Linked DNA regions of Mus musculus: region 1 is linked to region 2. The links are chromatin contacts, called in public Hi-C maps. All regions are on one chromosome and are shown on one strand. The core of a region is the stretch at or near the end of the contact, and the rest is flanking DNA. Distances in the headings are between cores, read along the strand shown.

What was found. Hi-C and Micro-C count contacts between places; a contact is called where the count stands out from the background.
Region 1: a contact with region 2 is called in a Hi-C map of uterus. The contact joins two enhancer-like sites. A contact is called at or near these places in 4 of 484 Hi-C or Micro-C datasets (bone marrow-derived macrophages, nephron progenitors and uterus) and 1 of 115 datasets of contacts at active chromatin or transcription factors (pancreatic cancer cells).

What each region holds. Positions count from the first base shown.
Region 1 is chr10:44,854,262-44,861,794 of GRCm38.p6, reverse strand. No RefSeq gene overlaps it. Among named protein-coding and RNA genes, the nearest start is that of Gm40638, 85 kb to the left of the region's middle. Within about 2 kb of position 6,039, at least 2 of the 459 cell types and tissues checked have an H3K27ac peak or open chromatin away from gene starts, as enhancers often do. A contact at or near this core is called in uterus, where this site is marked.
Region 2 is chr10:44,698,344-44,705,436 of GRCm38.p6, reverse strand. No RefSeq gene overlaps it. Among named protein-coding and RNA genes, the nearest start is that of Gm22503, 30 kb to the left of the region's middle. Within about 2 kb of position 3,151, at least 54 of the 459 cell types and tissues checked have an H3K27ac peak or open chromatin away from gene starts, as enhancers often do. A contact at or near this core is called in uterus, where this site is marked.

The DNA.
Region 1 (7,533 bases), core at 4,790-7,289, 150 kb before region 2:
TGTCTGACTAGCTTCCTGACTTTGAGAGTCTCTTTCTTTAAACACGAGGGACCAACTCTGGAGAGGAAAGAGAAGACAACACGCAAGAGTCTGGCTCCCCTGGCAGCCACTCTCAGGATGGCTCCTCTCGACGAGATTTAAACAGAATGATGTGGATAGTGTTCTGGGAGGAGGACGGAGTGCCCACACGCATGCTCAGAGCCCCTTAGTATGGAAGGCCACAACTAGGCAGCATACGTTTTAGGAAGCCGCCTCTTCATGACATAGTGCTTCAAGTTTAGAAAACCCCTCTGAAGCTAAATCATCTCTACCCTGTGCCAAGATGGATGCATTCCTGTTTTACACACGTGAGACAAACGTAAACACAACTAAATTCCTTTCTAAAGGAGACAAACTGGCCAGATCATCAGGAGAAGGGAACTAAAGAATTGCAGTGGAAAGATAACCATAGCAAGATTCCAGGCCTGCTGGGACTGTCCCTTGCCCAGAGCTGCCCCAAAGCTCAGCATACGTGTGTCTACACTTACGCCTTTGTTGAGTGCTCCTGACTTGGTCTTTCCACTCATAAGTATGCTAATAGGAGGAACGGTAAGCTTTTTCTGCGGTTACAGCTCTTGTTCTGTTGCTCTTCCTCTAGAACCTGCTACCCTGCCTTAAAAACTGCTTTCTGCTCTGCCAAGGTGACTCTACCTTCATATGGTAGGAAAGCTCTTTTTTGGTTTGGCTAAGCATTCCATAGAAATTCCATAGAAAATGGTAGGAGGTACAGCCATGAACCATGAATCTGTCTTCGTGTGTGTGTGTGTGTGTGTGTGTGTGTGTGTGTGTGTGTGTGTGTGCTAGTGTGGTATGTGTGTATGTAGATGCAACTTGCTGACTATAAGGTGCTGTGGATATTTATAAGAAAGAACATATGATGACCAAAGCTCACATTCACTGTTACAAAAAGCTCATGATCCTAAGAAAAACTTCAGCAAATGTGGCAGAGCCTAAGAGGAAGGAGTGCTTTCTACTCACAAAATACAATACAAGCAGCCAGGATGGCACAGTGGCCACAAGGAGGTTTTGAACTCCAGTGAAACTCAAAACCAGATTTAGGGGGCAAGTGGGCGGGGACATGTTTGTGTTGGAGGGGACATGTTTGGGTTGGAGGGGACATGTTTGTGTTGTTTTCTCTTAAAGCACAATGGAATAACCAGGGAAGCTAGCCCATTAGGAAGCTACCTGAGGCTAGCTCAAATTATGTTCAGGAATTTTTGCCTGGAACTGCACTGCTTTATTGTCTGCAATGACACATGTTTCCTAGGATGCCATTGGCTAATGCCATGGATGTCAAAAAAAAAAAAAAATCAGCATGGAACCATTAGTGACTGGCATCCTAGGACTTGTCTTCCATTGAAAAGTTACAGTACTTATCTTAGTTCTATTTCTGTACATTTTAGGACAGCATGAGATTACTCCCTTCATGCTATCATGATACCAAATATAATGTATATGATTAGAGATGAGCAGTGTCTAATTTAACCCCTAAATCAAATAGCTTCTTCATTTAATACTTTGGCACATGAATACCTCTGACAGAAGCAGTGAGGGCCTCTCCTGGTCCCATGGTGTAGTATGCAAATCCGCAATGATGGCCAACTGGCCTTTACTCTGTATTAGTCGATGGATGGAAGAATGTGAAACACTGAAAACCAGCAAGAGAGCTGAGCAAGAGGAATCTGCACTTGGCTTTGACTTCTGGTGACTTCCAGGTCTTGCCTGTGTTTATAACCCTTTTCCGTCAATACTCAGTGAAAAGCTTGGTTAGGAGCTGGGAAAAGGATCTGGGCAAACATTCTAGATGGCAAAGTCTAGAAAGAACAGTCTCCACTGTGGGCAGGCACAACCTCAAGGCACAGAATGGAAGGCTCTGGAGTTTCAGCTAAAACCTCTCTGCTCTTTTGTCCTTGACAAAGGGATTTTCCGTCTTCATGCCTGAAGTTTCTTATCAGTATAGACGAATGGCCTGTATAGTGCATATACACCCTGTTGGCGGCACTCAGCTTAAAAATACATAATTAGATTAACTGAACCATGCACGGTGGCAGTATCGTGTCAAAGAACTTAAGTATAAGAAGTAATAGCCTGAAATCAAACTTGAGGAATTGAATTCAGTAGTGCAGCTTGCATAAAGAGTAAGCATTTACATGCCTTTAATCTAAGACTTCAACATTGTTTGTCTCTGCAGCTTATTTAAGCATCCATTTCACAGTTGTAAGAGTTTAAGTAAACCCTCCCGTCGACTCAATCTATGCGAAGCCGACCCTGGTCATTTCAGCTTGACACGATTCAGCAATTTTTGAAATTCATATTCTAGTCATTCAAGTAAATGAACAGTGTCATTTGGTTATTTGATGTGATCTTTTTAAAGTGGGCCTTTTGAGAAACTGCTTCTGGGTATCAATGGTAAAATGAAAACACTGGCTAACATAATAAAAGCAGGAAAATTAATTTCAGGGCATTTAAACCCTCTCCTGCTTCCTGGGCTCACAGGGCTTTAGAAGTTCAGAACGGTTCTCTGATGTCAGTGTTCTCTGAAAGCAAATCCTTTCAAATCCATATGGTGGACATCTTTGAGTCCCATGCTGCTTACATTTTTCGGTGCCTCAGAAAGTGGAATTTCTCCCTTTTAATCCTCAAAAACTGAGCCCAAATTGTTTTACCCACCTGCAGCTCCCTCAGAGGAGCATAACTTTTTGATTCAACCCATCATTTCTGTATATTCCAGAAACGCCAATTATCCCCACTTGAGCCCAAACCATTGTTATTAGTCACTGAATCTCAGCTGGGAGGATGGAGGCCATCTCTTGCGTGTGACTCATTATGAAGATGTTAAACAAATGCAAATGCCAAGGAAGCAAAGCTCTTACTTCCCCAGTTCTGGGCTGCAGGCTTCCTCTTTGTGGATGCGATGCGTCCATACGTGGAGGAGAGGAACGTGAACCCTGATGGGCTGTTTCTCTGAAAGAGGTCTTTGAACCACATACTGCTTACAAGGCATACGTTTCTAGGAACACCAACAGCAAAGCATGATGTTCAAATCCTTTCCCCAAAGCCAAGCTAGTGGCCTGATCTCAAGAAGCTAATGACTTGACCAGCAATGCCCCTTGGTGTTACAAAAGATACTTTCTCATCAGGTAGCTTATAGAAAGAAGCTGTAAGTGATACCAAATCCCCAGCTTATTGATACTTAATACTTGCCTCGGACATTCAGAACTAGGAAAAATAAATTACCATTGTCTAAGTCATGCAGTCTGAGCTATTTTATTATAGCAGAGCAAGTAAACTAATATACTATCTTAGCCTCCTTTCTGTTCCTGGGAAGAAAATCATGATCAAAAGCAACCCAGGGAGGAAAGGGTTATTTGGCTTACATTGTCTCAACCATGGTTTACCACTGAGGGAAGTCAAGACAGGAGGAAGCCATGCAGATTATGAACTGGGGCAGGAACTGAAGCAGAAACCATTGAGGAATTCTGCTTCCTGACTTGCTCCCCTTGGCTTGGGTAATCTGCTTTCTTAGACCACCCAGGACCAGTCACCCAGGGTACCACCCACAGGATCCCACATCAGTCCTTAGTTAAGAAAATGCCCCTACAGACTTACCTATAACCAGTCTGATGGAGGCACTTTCTCAATTGAAGTTCCTTCTTCCCAGATGATTGTAACTTATGTCAAGCTGATAAAACCAAAACCAAAACAACAACAAACCCAAAGAACAACAACAAAAAAACAAACCATAATATACTATCCTACAAATTATTGCATAATCCATAATTTTAGATTTCAGATGCTCTAAATATGAATTATTCTTCTCCCCTCTATTCATAATACCTAGAAGACTATCTTGTAAATGTCAATAAATGCTGGTTCACCCAATAGCTGAAGGAAGTAGTTTCCTGACTTATTAAATTGCCTTCTGCCTTATCTTCCGGATACTAAATGCTTTGAACAGTTGTCTCTGTCTCACCCCAATGTTAAGTTTATCTCCAAGCTTCTGAGACATCATAAGGGACATCAGCCATGTCAGGGACACCCTCTGATATACACACAGAAGTTGGACTCTAGAGCTGATATATTTACACAGAGGTTCCAGTCAACAAACCCCACCAGCAGAGCACAATGTTCATGGTCCTCCCCTCTATGCAAGCTAGTGGCATCACCTCAGGGAATCTGGAGCTGCCCCTAAGCACGTTTCTTTGGATTGCCAGGTATTAACGGGAGAGGAGGAAGCTCATTTGTTGATCCAGTGAATGAAGGGTGGGAGGCCAGCTCTGTGGAGATTTGAAAGTTGCCGCACATTATTCTGTAACTACCATTATAAAACTTGCTTGTGCCCAGATTTCTCTTTTTTGCTTTTTTTTTTTAAAAAGGAAAGAATCACAGGATACATGTATATATTAACTTAGAAAGAGAACGTATGAACAAGACATGATTATACCTCAAAACATTTTCTTTCAACATCATTGACAGCTCAAGCCCCCGGGCCCCAGAAAATTCTGAGCAAGGAAGTGCTCTCGACTGAGTATTAATACACCTATAAAAGCTATATTTGACTTTATGTGTCTTACCCTCTACTCGACTCAGCCATTCTTGCTTAAGAAACGCTATGTTGAAATGGAATGCTATTTTATGTGAATAAGGGTGAGTCCTCTCATAAAAGGATGAACTTGCCTAACACAAAGATACCAGGGACCATCTGAGTTCAGATCCATTTCCTTTTGTGAGTGTAAAAAAAAAAATCCAGTTTACTCAGTAATAAAGCAATTATTGATTCTTTCCACAATCATTTCAAGGCCCTAGGCTTCCTTAGTGTTTCAGCCTCACTGAAGGACTTTAAACAACTTTACTCTCCCTTCCACACTTAAAAAGAAGGCATGCTTCAAGTGAGACTTTAAGGACAAGAGTCTCCCCTTCAACTTGAGATAATTTACTTCCAAAAGCTCCTGGAATCCATATTAAATGTTTGTTGTGTAAAAAACACTATGTGAATACCCTAAGAATCATAAAGAACAAAAATGTTTGAAATATTTCCACCGGTGAGGAGCTTATAATAAAGACAAAGATTTAAAGACAAACAAACAAAAGACTGAATCATGATTGGTACAGATCCGCTATAGTTTAATCCCTCACCCCCCAGAGGTTCATGTTCTGGGAATTTGGTCTTGAGTGTGGTGCTGTGACAAGGGCTTGAACCTTTAAAATATGAAACATACTGGTAGGGAAGAGGTCTTTGGAGGTGCTTCTCTTAGGTAGGACAAATACAGTCACTGGGGGCTTCAGCTCGTTCCTACAAGAGTCGATAATAAAAAGAACAACTAACTCCTACACAGGCTCTGGCTTTCTGTTAAGTCACATGGTCTACACCCATGTTGCCTCCCAGCAGCATCCAAAATACAAACCATGAACAGATCTTGGAGAGGAAATAAATGTTTTTCTGTGTAGACCTTCTAGCTCCCATGGTCAGAGGTTTGAACTGTTAATTCCCCATCCTTTAAGCCACCTCAATTCCCTATTTTTAAGTCTGGGAACAGTGAGTTAACCAAAGTTCAATGTTTTCCAAGCGAAGCATTAGAAACTGTCATGTTTTCCATGACACCAGGTCAAGCGGCAATGGGTTTCTGATGTGAAATCTCTTGGATTTATTCAAAAGTCCCTATCACCGACAGGCTTACATTAATCTAATTTTCTGTTCCACTAAAACCTTGAATGTTAAGCTAGATTTGTGTTAAGAACAGGGATGAGAGTTTACATCACTAGCCTTAAGAGGAGAGGATCAGCAGTCAATGTTTTATTATTCCGGGTTGATGTGTGATCAGCTAAAGAATCTCATTAAAATCGTATTTCCAGGAAATGAACTCATTTATAGCTCCCTGCTTGGTAGTATGTTTGTTACTAGAGCAAGGGGGAGGTGAAATGATTCACAAGATGCCAACCCTGGGCTGAATGAGCATCCATCCACACTACACACTGCTTCTACATCATTGACTTCTTCACAAGTCACATAAAACTCTGATCTACACACCCTCTAAGTGCGCAGATAAAATCCCATCCCCAGACCTGAAAGACGCATTATTGCCTAAGAAAACCCAGAATTGCTGGATGTTTTCCTTTCCTCTGACTTACAACGCACGTCATCAACCACGTAAAGGGAAAGAAGGATGCGCAGGATAGTGCCTGGGGCTTCTCACCCCTTCGAAGATATTTTCATAGTGAGTTATCATCTGACCAGAAGATTTTGATGTGTCTGTGTGAGATCTTCCAGAATGGCAAATAAAAACTAAAGATCTCAGGCACATGTTGTGGGGAAGCTAGTTAGAAAATTTGGGCGTTTTGTTTGCTCATGTGAAAAACATTGTGGAGTCTATTTAAGAGGTTTTGCGGCTTTATTATTTATGTCAATGAGGACATGAAAATTGACAATTTCCCGAGGTGTGGGCAGACTGAAGGAAGAAGGGGTGGATACTTAGGTATCCAGAAACATGCAACTTGAGAAAGCTGCTAGTAACACAGGGAGAGAAAGCAATGCTACCCACATCTGTGAAACATAGTTCTGCCAGAGACCCACCCAAAGGCCAGGACCAGGAAGAGCGCTCATCTGCTGGCACTTATTGGCCAACCCCAACTTGAGGACAAGAACAAAGATCTCAGTAGCAAAGTTACAGGAGTCAGCTTCTCAGAGAGCAGAGCAAGGAAAAGTAGGGCAGACTATAAATATATAGCTTTGGTTTTACTCATGTACACACACACATACACACACATACACGAATATATATATATATATATATATATATATATATATGTATGTATATATACATGTGAATATATGAGTATATGTGAGTATATATAGAGAGCATGGTTTTACTCATTTTTGCAAGTATTTACGATAAATGCATCATTTAAACATGTCTTTAGCCTCTTTCATTAAAAAACAAAATTAAGTATTTATGTATGTGTGTGTGCTCTGGAAGTCAGTTCTCTCCTTTTACCATGTGAGTTCTGGGGCTTGAACTCAGGCCATCAGGCCCGGTGGCAATCTTCTTTATCCACTGAGTCATCTAGCCAACCCTATCCCCTCTGTTTTACCTCCCATGTTTCATAACTCTAGGAACTGTTCTTATATTCTTCGTCCTGAGCAGAGTTTCTCTTTGGGAAATAGGAATTCTCTATTTTCGTTGATCTTTGTATCATAAACAAGATATATTTTAGAAGCAATTAGACTTAAGGCCCTTCTTCGAACTCATGAATCTTTTGATGAATAACCTCTTGTCCTGACATGCAAACATCTTATTTTCACTATCTCATAGATCTTTGGCATATCTCGGGTATAGTACCTAGTACAGTGTGGCACACGCAAATAGACGCTTAATAAATGCTGGTGGGATGAGCCTCTTGTGCAGATATGGGAGATCAGACCAAAGAGTTAAGCAACATAGCCAATATCTCATGATGTGTCAATAAGAATAAATGTCAAGCCATAAGATCTACCCT
Region 2 (7,093 bases), core at 1,902-4,401:
GTTCTTCAGAAGTATCCTCATATTTAACTGTATAACCAATTCTGTAAGACAGTCAATAGCATGTTTCTAAGTGCCCCCTCTCCCCCAGGGCCCAGCCAATCACACACACTGAAAAGTGCCAGAAAGTAAATAAGGCAGCCCCCAAACCCTGACTCCTGGAGTAGAGTCAGGAACGAAAGAGGAAAACCAGTGTCCGAGAAAGGGTTGAGGCAAGGGGTTCCCTTGGGAACCTACTTTGCATGCTTTCCTTTGACAAGGTAGCAAGGACAAGAACCCGAGAAGGAGAGGTGGGATAGTTTAGGTGACATGGGAGGGTTTGAGGGACGTATACATATTTTCTATCTGCAGCTGAATGATAATATCATGAGATTAGACGTTTTCTACGGCACATTTTAGATACAGAGGATGGTCACGGCACATGTAACAGCTAGGGAAAGCATCTCCTGCAGAGTGTCACCCATTACAGATGTCCTCTCTAGCTCATCACAGCTCTCTGTTGGGAGGCCATGACTCCATAAAGGAAGCCGTAAAAGAAACTCAGCTCATTTGTATTGTGACTCCCGTGATCTGAGTGTTAAAAAAAACCTGAAAATGGTCTTCATGGTGCTTTTCTGTTTTTCTTAAGAGCCATACACATTCTAAAAGACATTTGCCACTCTCCCTAGCAAGCACTTTAAAAGTATGTAGGTTAAAAAAGAAAAACCTTCACCTCTCTCGACTGGCAGCCATTGTTTTGGAATATGAACATCTACAGGAATCCACACACCATGACAGGGAAGCAGGGGACACAGACTGGAAAGTCTCTGTCTCCCTAACTATAAGATGTGAACAAAATCACTCCATTTTCCCTAGTCCCCATTTCCCTTTCTTATAAATTATTTTCAATAAGGACACCTCCACCTGCCTCAGAGAGTCACGGAGATAACTCAAGAAGAGCTTTAGGAAAATATTTTGTACAAAGATACAATTTTCATGACATATTTTAATACATGCCTTATGCTTGCAAGGACTGTTTCAGTAAGTGTCTTTGTTAGGCAAAAGTCGAGTTATGAAACTAAAAGTACAACTTTCCATATGATGTGGCATTTCCTGCCCTGTTTTACAAGGCCATGTCCCAGATGGGTGCTTATTTATTACCATATGACCAGCCCAAGTGTTGATTGCTGTTATTAGGGCATGAAAATATTAGCCAAGCCAAGATCCCTGTTGTGAAATGCTAAGGACCATGCAGATGCAAGAAACTAAGTCACTGTGCTTCATTCACGGTTCTAATACCTGAGGAATATAAGGACCATTTCCACAAAACGACTAGAGTTGTGAATATACGACTGATATTACTTTACTGACAAATATTTCTACTGGTATTAGGAGATCACGTAAGATGGCCTCAGGTCCTCCACCCTAGGGCACCACCCTTTCATCCTGCTGAGCTCAGTTCCAGGTGCCTACCTGCCCACTGCCCTGACTTTGAACCACCCTGAGCCTAAGGTGGGAGGTCCTTCCATAGTCTCTGCTTTATTCCCAAGGAGTCTGCCTCAGTGAAGTTGTTGTTTCTAGATGCCAATGTCCTTTGCCTGGTACAAGCGACACCACTCGGCTCATCAAAGTCACTGAAGAGCCCTGTTGAAGTGACCAAAGGAGCCAGGCCAACAAAGTAAACTGTAAAACAGGCCAGGCAGGTCTATCTTCCTGACTACCTAAACTATGACATGGGGGCAGTGACCTCTGAGGTTCTCCTGCTTGGACTTAGAGAAACATACATCCAAACATGGTTGGAAATGTTAGAAAGAATGAGAGAGAGAGAGAGAGAGAGAGAGAGAGAGAGAGAGAGAGAGAGAGAGAGAAAGAGAGAGAGAGAGAGAGAGAGGGAGGAAGGAAGGGAGGAAGGAAGGAAGGAAGGAAGGAAGGAAGGAAGGAAGGAAGGAAGGAAGGAAGGAAAGAGAGCTTGGAACTGGGATTTTTATTTGGAATCTTACCTTTATACGTATTAACAAGTAAATCAAAGTTATCTTCTAAGTTTTTTTAAAGTGGTTGTTTCTAATTCTTAGATGTCATTAGCAAACACAAGTAGGCCACACTCAGAGAAAAAGGCAGCACCTCTTCTCTGTTAGCCTACGAGCAAGGGCTATATGTCAGGACCAGTCTGTTCATCAGTCTATTGTTCTGCAGTACAAGAGAACACTCTATCTATGCCGAATATTTCAGAAGACACTGGCAGGTGACCCAAGGCACAGAGGAAGAAAAATGGCTGGGAAGCGGGTCCTTGTGGCTCCCTTTACCTGTTCCACTGACAGGCCTTGAGCATCCTTAAGAACAGAAGACAGTATGTATTATGCTCTATCCAGTGCTCTGTGGCTCCTCCTCTAGGCATTCTGACAGTTGAGTGTCTGGATGAGAAAAACGCACACCAGAGGGCAGGAAGGCAGCACACATCACTGTGCCCAGATCAGGAAGGCACAGGCAGAGCATGAGGTAGGTTTTATCATTTCCAGTTGAGTCAGAAGATTGAATCTAACTCAGAGTATCACATCCTAGAAGGGCCTTTGAGAGCATCTTGTTCTGCCTTTCCATCTCACAGGGGAAAAGGTCAATCAATATACAGAGGGTATCACTTGCATGGCCTACTGACCAGGGCAGATAAATGCCTTAAGAGAAAATATATACTCCTTCCTGATGCCCATCTCCTGCATGAGGGTTACAGACTTCACTTTGTGCTGGTCAAACAATTCTCAGAAATGGTGAGGGCCAAGAGATTTTATCAATGCTCGAGATAGTACTCTGTCACATGTGATATTACCAGCACCCAATGTCTGCCTCCATTTCAACCCGGAACTGGTCACATGTGTGTTTGTTTCTCAAATCATCTCTGGAAAGCTTTGCTCTACTGTTTGTAACTTAAAAACAAACTCAAAGCGTGACTCCGATGAATTTGACTTAACAACCTTAAAGAAACCACTTTGAAACCAGTGAGCCTGTAAATTGCAGATGGAAACTCTACAGTCTGGAAGGAGGCCATAGTAGGCTTTAACTTAAAGAGAGCCAGTCTGGCCTCAGCTGTGGAGAAAGCAAGGTCTAAAGTTCATAGGGCAGTCTGTGCAAGCTGTCTGGCAGCCTGGCCACAGCCAGGGAAGAAGCCAGTCCTCTTATGAAATAGGAAACGATCTTGCAACACTGGCAAGAGCGGTTCTCAGTGAAAGCGCCCGTGCTGTTCAGCCCTCTACAGGAACTGGTTTCACAGTGTCCTGTGGTATTAGCATCACATTTCACTAGGAGGGTTTTGTAGATACTTCACTGCCCCTCTGGGAGAAACAAAACGGCTATTGATTGGATTCCCCAACTCAACTGTGGAGTAATTAGACCAGGTACTCTTTAAGAGGGGCATCATATATTTGGAGACATCATATCTAGGGTGGTGCAGTCCAGACCCCACACTCCCCCAGCCATTGTGGCCCCTAACATGTATCAGAAGTAAAGGAAAGACTTGGGTAACATTTTGATAAGGGTATTTTTATTGTTACTGTTGTATGTTATAATCAGGGTGGCTTCTACCATTTCAAAAATGTAGGTTTTGACTTTAAATAGTTTCACTCTTAAGTTGTTGGTTTTACTGTTGTTCTGTAAGTGTTATAGGACTGCACAGTAAAGAGTCTCGAGAGTGACTCCAACTAGAAACTGTATTAGCCCCATTCAGGCAAATGCTTTTTCCCCCATAGTAAACAGGGTGCTTGTGGAGTGCCCTGTGTCTAATGCACACACCAGGGAGCCAGACTATGTCCTGTTATCACATACTCAAAAAAAAAGAGAGAGAGAGAGAGAGAGAAAGAGTGTCAACAAACAGCAAAGCTTCCCAGAGACCCAGAGATGCTTTAAGTAACTAGGACATATGCAACCAGTTCCTGGTTGAAATGGAGATAATCACGGCTGCTAATAGCATGTGTGCTAGAGTAATGTCTGGGGGAGGTGACAGTGTACCTTATCCCAAGATAATGTACATCTATAAAATAAAAATTTAACATTTTCATATACCCTATGTATAATAATAGGAATGATACTAAAATATTGATATTAATTAAAGGGAAATACTTGTTTAACACCAAGAAGCATTTTCCTGTGTCACCCTCAAAATCACCCTTGTGTTTAGATGAAGTGCAGAGAGGTAGTAGTAACCAAGTTATCCTTTCTAAACTATTCCTGCCAGAGCCTGAGTACACTCAGTATCCATTAATGCTCGAGACACAGTTTCCTTTCTTCCCAGCTCTGGTAAAAGGGAGCCAGAATATCTCTAATCGGCACTCTTCTCTAATCTGAGACAAATGTCTCTATCAAGATCATGCATTTATCTAAACTTCTGGTAAAATCATAACTCACCACTTTCTCCTCAAATCCACTATGATACCTGCGTTTTGTCACAATCTACATTTGGGGAAGAAGGAGAGGTGGGGGAGGAGAGGAAGGGAGGGAGAGAGGGAGGGAGGAACAGAAAGGGAAAGGGGAAGAAAAGAAAGAGGGAGGAAGGAAAGAAGAAAGAAAAGAATGAAGGAAGGAAAGAAGGAAGGAACAAAAGGAAGGAAGGAAGGAAGGAAGGAAGGAAGGAAGGAAGGAAGGAAGGAAGGAAGGAAGGAAAGAGAAGAAGGAGGAAGAGAGAGAAATGGTGGACAGTTGGGCCCTATACATTTACCTTCTCTCACTAATGAGTCAGCTCTAAGTGTGGACATACCCATGCTCTGTACCAAAGAGAAGTGCCCACCAGGGACCCTACCATGGAGAAAAGGACAGTGTAGCAAAAGAGAACAAAATGTCCCAGGCAGAGGAGCTGGTGTGGTGTGCAGTTACAGAGTGAGTTTACAAGCAGTAAGCCAAGGAAAGTCCTGTGGAGCAAAGGGGTTTGTGGACCCCAAATTACCCAGGTCCTGATTATGGGACAGGAGAGAGTGTGCGTGCCAGGAATTCAGGCTGACACAGAGATTTGATTCCTCCTGTGTTACGAGTTGTACGTGCCCTACGTGAAAACCTCAGAAGGTGACGCTGGCCACTCTGTGGGCATGTGTGATTCCATGAGTCATTGCTAGAATATCAAAGGGATTCTTAGTCAGGAAATGGTCTTCTTCGCCTTGGTGTTTATGATCAACAACTTAGGCAAACACAGTCTAAAGAGCAAATAACCCAGTAGAGAGCCGTAGGTCCTTTCGATTCAGAGGCCATGACCCATTTACTGTAAATGCCCTTGGCTGCCCCAGACCTTTCAGCCTTGCAGTGGAGCATGCGCAGTGTTGATAGACAGCCCCATTCTACTCTTTGCTCAGCATTTCAGTCAAAAAGGGACTGGCTAGCGTTCACCCAGAACACAAGCAGTATATACACAATGAAACACCTTAGAAATTGATCATTTGTAGCATGGATTTGCCGTTTCCATAAAAAACTGCTGCAAAAAAAAAATTTTTTTTTCAAACTAAAGTCACTGTGACTGGACAAACCACACAGCTTGAGATTTGCAATTGCATTCTTCATTGGACAAAAGGATGTTTTTATTGATTTAAATGGAAATGGCTTGTGAAGCTAAGGTTTCTCTCCTGATGGACACACCTGTAACCTGGACTGAATCACATTTTATTTTTAGCCTCAGCTTTGTTATGAATAGACAACACTTAAGCAGAGGGAGGGACCATCTCTCTGAGCTCCCTTTATACCTCTGAGAGTAATCAAACCTGAACTGTGTGTCCACAAGGCAGAAAACAACTTTAAGATGCTTGTGGTCTTGGGTCAGCTTGTAAGGACAATTCAGGTTCCTGGATATTTGAATGGTCAATGAAACAGCATCATTAAGCTCCTCAAAAAACTATTCACAACCTCTTCCAGAAGATTTGGAGATGGAGAGGGGCGGTTGTTTCAGTAATGTTTACTTTCCTGGCATGCTATCAAGTCCTTTAATTTTTTACATGTGTTTGTTTATTGGGGGCACTAGTACCACAGGACTTGTGTAAATCAAGGGACAATTTACAAGATTTAGTTGTGTTCTTCCACCTATGGGATCCACCTCAGCTCATCAGGCTTGGTGATAGGGCCCTTGACCTGTAAGCCATCTCACCAGCCATAAGTCATTTTGCCCTAAAACCATCATCAAGTAATTTTAGAGCCAAATATTCAAGGCATTGGTAAAGAGAAAGAAGCAGAGAAAGGGGAGGGGAAGAGGATCAAGTCAGGAAAAGGGACAGAGCTGGGCGAGAGAAGCAGACACTGAAGTAAGATGTGATGTTAAGCTTATGCCTTAGCAGTCTATGATGCTCCCCAGTTCTCACGTCACAGGAAGAGGAGAAGGCATGCTTTCAGCATCCAGCTCACAGGGAAGGGAAGATACCCCCCCCCATCAATGTCTAACTCACAGGCTTGCCTGATGGAGGCAGGAGCCATGGAAACGTACTTAGTAAAACCTAATGTTCACTACAATGAAATGAATCCCCCCCTTTTCTTTTAGTGTGAACCATTGTTCTTGAGACTAGAGTAAACTAGGTTTCTAAGCAGACCAACAGCCTAAACCTTTCATAAGCTTAAGTGGAAAGCTAATGCCTCTAGAAGAGGAAGCACTACTTTATTATTATCATGCTTACTGGGATGACAAAGAGGAGCTGATGTTAACATTCTGAGGGCAACTCATCCAAAGGGGTTCCACCCTATACAGGTCATTAAATCTTGTGACAGCTCGGTAACCAGGCAACTGAAGAGCCTCCCACTTTGAAGCAAGGCGGGTGATAGTGGCATAAGTCACCCTTTCCTTAGTATCGGGTGCAACTGCCACCAGAACAACGCCCATGCCCAGGTGACAACTGTGCCAACCTAGGTCAACATCTCACCTCAGGGGAAACAATCAGTCCTTAAGAGAGTCATGTTGAAATGTCTAGCGAAGTGTCTTAGTTGACCAAATAAGAATAGCAGATGGCCTGGACTCCAGTAGATGATGGTTCTTCTACTCAGAACGGAGCTTATGTGCCCCAAACGGGACGCCTAACTTACCTGTGTTGAGACAATCGTGACAAGAGTCTGGAGAGCCATCAGACAAAAACAGTGATTAGGCTGGGCTATTCTTAACTTTCTGCAC